Linked DNA regions of Macaca mulatta: region 2 is linked to region 1. The links are chromatin contacts, called in public Hi-C maps. All regions are on one chromosome and are shown on one strand. Each heading gives the region's core, a stretch centred on a gene start, on an enhancer-like site or on the middle of the called end of the contact. The rest is flanking DNA. Distances are from core to core; before and after follow the strand shown. Region 1 holds the start of DEK (DEK proto-oncogene). Region 2 holds the start of TPMT (thiopurine S-methyltransferase).

Region 1 (3,908 bases), core at 467-2,966:
ATACCACTTTAAACAAACAAAAGGCACATCTTGTAATCTTAACCCAGATTGTGACCACAGGCTGGTTGAGGCTTAAAAAAAAAAATCCGGGTTTAGGAAGAGAGCTTCAACCTCTTCCCAAGTGTGCCTGAGTCGTAAACATATACGAAGTAAACCCAGACTAGGCTAATATCAAAGAATGCTGAGAGACGCGACTTATACGAAATAAATTCAGACTAGGCTAATATCAAAGAATGCTGAGACGCGACTTGGATTTTTAAATGTTTGGAAACAGTCAAGAAGCGGGTACACCTGAAACAGACACTGCATGCATCCTGGATAAACTGACGCGGCACACTCCTCCATTCTGTTAAGTTTCCGTTTCACATCTCCAGTCAAATCAGGGTTCATAACGCCCTCCCTTAAAACAGACTCAGGTTCGAAACCGAGACAGTGCTGGGCTCACATTTAACTTTCTTTCAGAGTTCACTTTTTTCATTTTTAACTACTTTCTCAAGTAGCAACAGCTTTCACCGCTGTTTGCCAGGGAGGGAAACTTTTTGGCAAATGTAAAAATATTTTTAAGCATTCAAATACTTACAGGTCTCGCCTTAATAACTTCAGTCTTAACAGACTGCACTAAGACCTTACAATAACTTCAAAAGGCAAAAGATGTGTCATGAAACGGACAAAATTAGAACATCCACTTAGCAACTTCAAAGGTGCACACACGGAGTTAAAAAAAAAAATCAAATCCAAGACCGACAAACTTCCCGTCAAACGATGAAATGTTAACGAGCATTCAGAGCGGGCGAGAAGTCGGCTGCACTCCAATACATCACTACTACGGTAACAAATACTTTAAAAACCGGAATTCACAAAGTCAATTCTACGCCATCGCTCAGCACAAAAGCAGATAAATTGTGCACACGTTCTCGCTGAAAATTACTCCGACTTTACGCCTCTAAGCACGAAAAGAGCAAGAAAACTTGTTTCCTGGGGGAAAAAAACAAAAAAACTTCGGTCTGAAAAATCCATCACTTGGGACGCGACTCCCCCCACCTTTTTCCTCCTCTTCCTCCTCGTCGTCGTCCTCGTCTTCTTCCTCCTCGCTCTCCTCTCTGGGACCAGGCATTTCGGGTTCTTTCTCGGATGCGGGCTGGGCGGGGGTTCCCTCTCCCTCCGCAGCAGGGGCCGAGGCGGACATGCTGTGAACCTTCGTACGGGGAGAAAGCCGGACGTCTCTGTCCCCCTACTCCTGCGGGTAGGACCCGGCGGCCACCCTGAAGGATGCGACCCTTCCCGCGGGACACCTGCCCTTAAAGTTGCCTCCTCCCGTAGCGCTCAGTCCCCAGGGGCGGCTTCCCTCCCGCTACGCCCGCCGCCGTCCAGGGATTCCCGAGGCGGGAAACCGCGCCCGCCGCCCCCGCGCGCGCGCGCCCGCCCGGCCTGCGCTGTTCCCGGCCCGGCCCGGCCCGAGCTGCCGGCCCTCCACGTCCCCTCCCCCGCCCCAGGCCGCCGTCCAAATGGCCGCGTCCCTCCCCCGTCGGCCGCGGCAGGGGCGACCGGGCCTCTGGTGTCCCGACGCAGCCCTCACCGCGGATCCCGGCCGCCACGGGCCTGGCACGCGAGGGCACGAGGAGGTTCTGGGAGGCGGCGGCGGCCGACGCCGAGGAGAAGGCGCGCGGGCCGCTGTCTGGCGTGACGCTCGCTGCCGCGCGCTCGGCTCCCCAGAATCAACAAGATTTTCAAAATGGCGGTTCGGGAAGGAGAGCGGGAATGCGGCGACCAATCAGGGCCGCGAGCTGGGAGTTGGCGGGCGCGGGGCGGGGGAGGCGGGGTGGCCGGGCGCCTCCACGGGAAGCCCGGGCGGGCGGGACCGCGAGGGGTCGCCTCGGCCGCGGGCGGAGGGATGCGCTCTCGGGGCTCTTCCCGGCTGCGCCTGGCGTGCGGTCGGCGCTCGGGCCCCGGAGTGCTTGCGGGCTGTGTCCCGCGGGGCGGGCGGGAGCGGGAGGCGAGGCGGCCTGGCAGCGCGGAACGGAAGGACGCTAGGGGGCCTGCGTGTTTATTGTCTTCACCCTCGCTTCCCGGAAAAGATGATGAGCAGTCCCGGGCGCGGAGGGGCGCGGCGGGCATCGGTAAAGAAGTTGAGAGATCCCTGAAGTCGCTATCTACAGTGTTTCTCCGAGGCGGAGGGGTATTAATCAGCCGTCTCATCAATGCCCCAGAAATCGTGCTGGGTGATAGATAATTTCCAAATCTGCTGTATTTCTGAGGACCCCATCGCTTGTAAGGTCTACCGTAAGGAAAAAGATCCTACCTGCCACGTTAAAGGTTCACATAGCCAACCACATAGATTTACACCCCTGTAAATATAAGGGGAATGGCTCCCTCCCACCCCATTCCTTCCCCTCTCCTCTCTCACACACTGTTCTATAGTAGAGGTAATTTGGCCGGTCCAGACCCTTCTACCTGAGTTCTAGGCCATCTATGCAAATGTTTTTACACATTCAACACTGCAGACACTCAAAGAAGTATCTTCCCTGCTCAGTGCTGCCTTCTTTTGTATGTGATTTCATTTTCTCCCAAATCTTCAACCACTAGCTCACCCAAAGGATCCTTGTACTCAGTGGACTTAATGGAAATGTGATCAGTGAAATTTGCTAGGACTCCCGGTTGCAGGACAAAAATTTGACATTTCCTTTGAATCTTCCCTTTTCCCTTTGTTCCCCTTCCAAAACATACACAAATAGTGTCATTTCTACCCTCAAATTGTATACCATTTTTCCCACTATTGATTCCACTCAAATCCTATCCAAACTCTACAGCTCGTCTCTCCTTGTTGCCTGAAATGTGGTTGGGAGTGGGGGGTTGTGTTTCAGCCCTATTTGTGTTACAACTCTTTCAGTCCTACCATTTGGCAGTCCCTGAGTTCTGGTCCTGTGTCCAGGAAGAATGAGGCACGCAAACAACTGGAGGGTGAGCAAGATGGACAGGAGCTTCACCGAGTGACAGAACAGTTCTCAGGAGACCTGAAGTGGGTTGCGCCTTTCTGCAGGGGGGTTGTCCCGACTAGTGTCCTGCCCTCAGTGGAGAGGAGACCCGAAGTGGACAGCTGCTTTCTGTAGGCAGGTCGTCCTGACAAGTTGAGGAGACCAAACCGGGTAACTCCTTTCTGCAGCTGGTAGTCCTGACCTCTGGCTGAGTCTGTTTTTTTTTGTTTGTTTGTTTTTTTGTTTTTTTTTTTGAGACGGAGTCTCTCTCTGTCGCCCAGGCTGGAGTGCAGTGGCCGGATCTCAGCTCACTGCAAGCTCTGCCTCCGGGGTTTATGCCATTCTCCTGCCTCAGCCTCCCGAGTAGCTGGGACTACAGGCACCTGCCACCTCGCCCGGGTAGTTTTTTCGTATTTTTTAGTAGAGACGGGGTTTCACCGTGTTAGCCAGGATGGTGTCGATCTCCTGACCTCGTGATCCGCCCGTCTTGGCCTCCCAAAGTGCTGGGATTACAGGCTTGAGCCACCGCACCCGGCGAGTCTGGGGTTTTTATGGACCCAGAAGGGACCCAGAGCGTGTGCTGATTGGTCCATGGGTGGGCCCAGAAAAGGCACCATAAGTTCTCGCTCTGGGCTGCTTGCAGACTCTGCCTGGAATTAGCCACCGGGCCCCCCAGGCTTCAGGCCATCCCTGGCTTGAAGATGGGCAGGGAACTATCCCTTTCCTCCCAGGAAGGTGGCTGCCTGCCAGCATCAACATGTCACCCGTGGCGCCCAGGCTTTTTGTGCCGAGGGGTACCTGCAGGCCCACGCCGAGCCACCCTCAGCCCCACCAGCCTCTTTCTTGCACCCGTCGGTGCCCAAAGTCCAGAGGGGGCCGAGGCGGCAGGGGGCTGGTGTGTCAGTGCTGCCCTGAACACATGCACACCCAGCTGGG
Region 2 (3,810 bases), core at 673-3,172, 110 kb before region 1:
TTCATGAGAAAAAGATCTCCTTTCTAAATTAAGAACTTCTCATTCTTTAGCTGACAGACCATAACTGCAGATCCATCTGAATGTATGAGGAAAATGCCTGTTCTTTCAATGTCAACTTTGCAATATTAAGGACAATATAACACCATCATTCCAACATTCCCTTTAAATTATCAGTGAAACTAGTTTGGATTATACTAGCATGCCATTATTGGTGGGTCTAATTTAATGATTAATCTGTGAAATAGCAAACATTGCATAAAAGCATGTATTTCAGGAAAATTTCCCCTTTTGTTGCCAAATTTGGCCTCAGTATGGTTAGGATATAGGGAGGAGGCATTTCTCTCATTACTTGGGAACACGAATTCACTTCTTATCAAAGACTTGTTGACAAATGGCTTCTGCAAGACCCTGGTGGTATCAGGAGGTGACTCTCAGAGTTTTCTGAGAAGTCAGTGGAAAATTTCTGATTTATATTGAGTATAGAAAAGCAAAATAATGTTACAGTTTTCTCATCTTCATTTTCATTCAGAAACTCTGGAACCTAAATTCAAGGCTTCATAAAGCAGTTCTCTACTTAAAAGAGAAGCATAATCTTTATCATAGTGCCACAGCAGCTGGAGTAGCACAACTCTATTGCTTTCACACAAACTTGAACTGTCTAACAAAATCATGCACATAATTTAATCACGTCTTAGCTGTTTGTTTTTGAGACAGGGTTTCCCTCTATCCCCCAGGCTGGAGTGCAGTCGTATAATGACACTTCCATCTCCAACACTGGGGCTCAAGGAATCCTCCCACTTCAACCTCCTGAGTACCTGGGACTACAAGGGTGTACCACCATGCCTGGCTAATTTTTAAATATTTTGTAGAGACAGGGTCTTGCTAGGTTACCCAGGCTGGTCTCAAACTCCTGGGCTCAACGTCTTAGCTGTTCTAACAATTTCTCAGCATGGACTCCACTTGTACACACCATTTCTAGAGAAATAAAGTTTATTGCTATAATAAAAAAAAAGTGCACATTACAAGAATTAAGGAAGGGAAATTTCACAATAATTCGTGCCCACAAACAGAAAGTGTAGATGTGCTCCTTTGGTCATACAAGTCCTCAAGTTGTTCTAGTCTCCATTCTCACCTTTTCAAAAGCATCTGCTATAATTTTGTTTTTAAATTTCATAAAATTGAAGAGAAACTTCCCTAAGGTGCACAAATCTTAAAAGAGTATGACTCGGTGAATTTTTTACATATGCATACACCTGTGTAACCCACCACAGAACAAGACAGAATGTTTACAGCACCCCAGTTTCCCACATCTCCAGGGAATCACTCACTATTTGGCAGTATTTCTCTTTTTCTAAAAATCATTAATACACCAGGCTGGGGCAAAAACCAAGAGTCCGTTTCCATAAAAAAAAAATTTTGAAAAATTAGCCAAGCGTGGTGCAGCGAGCCTGTAGTCCCAGCTACTGAGGAGGCTGGGGCGGGAAGATCAATTGAGCCCAGGAGTTTCAGGTTACAGTGAGCTATGATTGTGCCACTGCACACTAGCCTGGGCGACAGAGGGAGACCCTGTCTGTAAAAGAAAAAAGAAAAAAAAATTAAAACACACCAATGCTTTGGACACACTTTAAATATTGGACCTTGGATTCAGGTCATTTATTGTCCAATCTCGTTCTTCCCAATTTCCACTTCAGCCCTGAACCCCACTTCACAGGCCTGATTGCTGGGTTGTCTACGCTTGTAAGAATTCCTGGGAGCCCTAGCACAAGCGCATACACTCCTAGCAAATCGTTCCGTTTCTCACCCGCCCCCTCCGCCCCCTAGGGAGCCTACCACGCTTACAGCGCGTTGCCAGCCTTTGCCTCCGCCACTGCCGACGTCCTCAGGAGCCAGTCCAGGTCCGCGCCAGCCTCCGCCACCTCTCTGCGCCCCGCCTCCGCCCGCGCCCCGCCTCCGCCCGCGCCCCGCCTCCGCCCGCGCCCCGCCTCCGCCCGCGCCCCGCCTCCGCCCGCGCCCCGCCTCTTTCCCGCGCCCCGCCTCTTTCCCGCGCCCCGCCTCTTTTCCGCCCCGCCTCAGTTCCCGCCCCCTCCCTCGGCGCCCCGTCTCCACTCCCGCCCCGTACCTCGTTGCACAGACTCCACCCCCTTCCCCAGGCGCCTGGGTTTGCGCAGCGGCGGAAATGGGCAGGGCGGAGCGAGCGCCGCGGCTAAAGCGAAGGCGGGGACCCTACCCATCCCTGGTCCCGTCGGCTCCTCCCACCCCGGGTCACGCCGTGACAGGGGCGGAAGCGGCGGCGGCGGCGGCGGCGGCCGAGAGGAGGCTGGGGCTCGCGGCGCGGCTCCTGCCGTCCTGTGCGCGCGGCGCGCGGCTCCGGAGAGGCGCCCGCAGTCCAGGGCGGCGCGCACCGCCTCGCTGGCGCTCAGAGGTGGGAGACTCCCCACTCCGGGGGCGTGCGTGGGGACCGTGGCGAATTTCGGGTGACAGCGTTGCATAAAGCAGCTTGGTTGGGGTGCAAGCCCTCCCTCTCCCCCTGTGCAGCGCCCCTCGCCGTAGTGGGAGGTGGGCGGGTGCCCCAGGGACGGATACCTCATGCCCCGGATTAAAAGAGGGTGCAGGGTGGGTAGCTGTCTGAAGAAGGGGGAATTCCCGGGCTAGAGTGTTGGGGTAGTGGGGTCGCCAGATTCGTCGCGATGTTGCCGGTCTCCTAACCCCCCTACAATGTTTCCTTTCTGTACAGCGGTGCCTTTTCCCCGAGACTCCCGGCACCTCTTCAGCGAAAAGGTGAGCCCCGGGGCAGTTGCTTCTCCGACTTCGAAAAGCTTCCGAAAGCTTCTTGGAAAGCGAGGCGGCTGCAGCTGGCACCGGGAGTTTGGGGCTCCCTCCTGGGGACTGTCAGAGCCGCGGGAGAACCCCACGGTCCTGGAGTAGGAACTCCCTCGCTCGTTCTTCCCGGCCGGTAGGGTGCGGCCCGGAGCCCACACAGCCTTGCAGGTGTTGTAGTAATCCTCTGGCACAGCCACCACGCATTGAGACTTGATGAGCATTGCCAGGTTGCTGGGGTAACTCCTCTGGGATTGGAGATTTGGAGGAGGGGTGGCCCGATTAGGGTAGCTGTTAGTCAACGGCCGGGCAGCTGACAGGTGAAAGAGGAAGGAAGAGGCCGACCCAGCTGTAGAAAGTTAGGGTTCAGTGATGTGGAAACCAGCCACATAGAGGCCCAGTCTTCCCTTGGGTGAGCCTGGAGGACTCCCCAGTCCACTCCAGTTGGGGAATCCCCCACACCACGTATACACACATAACTCAAGGCTTTGGCCAGTTTTGTTTTGTGCTTTTAAATCTATTTTAGTGGCAGAAAGGCGAGTGGGAGGGAAGGCTTCTTCAGGAGGTACATGAGAAAATTACCATCAATAATTAATTGTCTTGCAGGGAGAGTCAACAAAAGATATCTAGGCAATTGGGGATTTAATATTGAATCATTGAACTGCATGCTGAATATTGAATAATTCAATATTGAATTGTACTGGATCCCTATTTCTGAAGATTTGATTAGTGTGGGAGTAATAAGGTGCTAGTCCCCCATTTTAAGTGTCCCAAGGAAAATTTCTGTTTCTGTTGTCTCTGAAGAAGTTTCTAGTAGTTTGTCCTATTTTTAGAAGTTGTACTGACTCCACTATGAATTTGTATTTTAGATTGGTCCTTTTGATTCATATTTGTATGAATTCTGTGTGTTTCTTAAACATCTTTTTGAGGCCGGGTGCCGTGGCTCACGCCTGTAATCCCAGCACTTTGGGAGGCCGAGGTGGGCGATCAGTT

What was found. A called contact is a pair of places that touch in the nucleus more often than the background predicts.
Region 2: a contact with region 1 is called in a Hi-C map of cortical neurons, with 4 times the contacts expected there. The contact joins the promoter of TPMT here to the promoter of DEK in region 1. A contact is called at or near these places in 2 of 14 Hi-C or Micro-C datasets (cortical neurons and liver).

The regions. Positions count from the first base shown.
Region 1 is chr4:164,815,904-164,819,811 of T2T-MMU8v2.0, reverse strand. DEK (DEK proto-oncogene) reads right to left here and starts at 1,716. Exons shown (of 11, transcript NM_001257528.1): 1 at 1,577-1,716; 2 at 1,042-1,195. The coding sequence starts at 1,186.
Region 2 is chr4:164,925,508-164,929,317 of T2T-MMU8v2.0, reverse strand. It overlaps TPMT (thiopurine S-methyltransferase), which reads right to left and starts at 1,922. Exons shown (of 9, transcript XM_015135621.3): 1 at 1,840-1,922. KDM1B (lysine demethylase 1B) reads left to right here and starts at 2,105. Exons shown (of 20, transcript XM_078000919.1): 1 at 2,105-2,422; 2 at 2,735-2,778. The coding sequence starts at 2,177.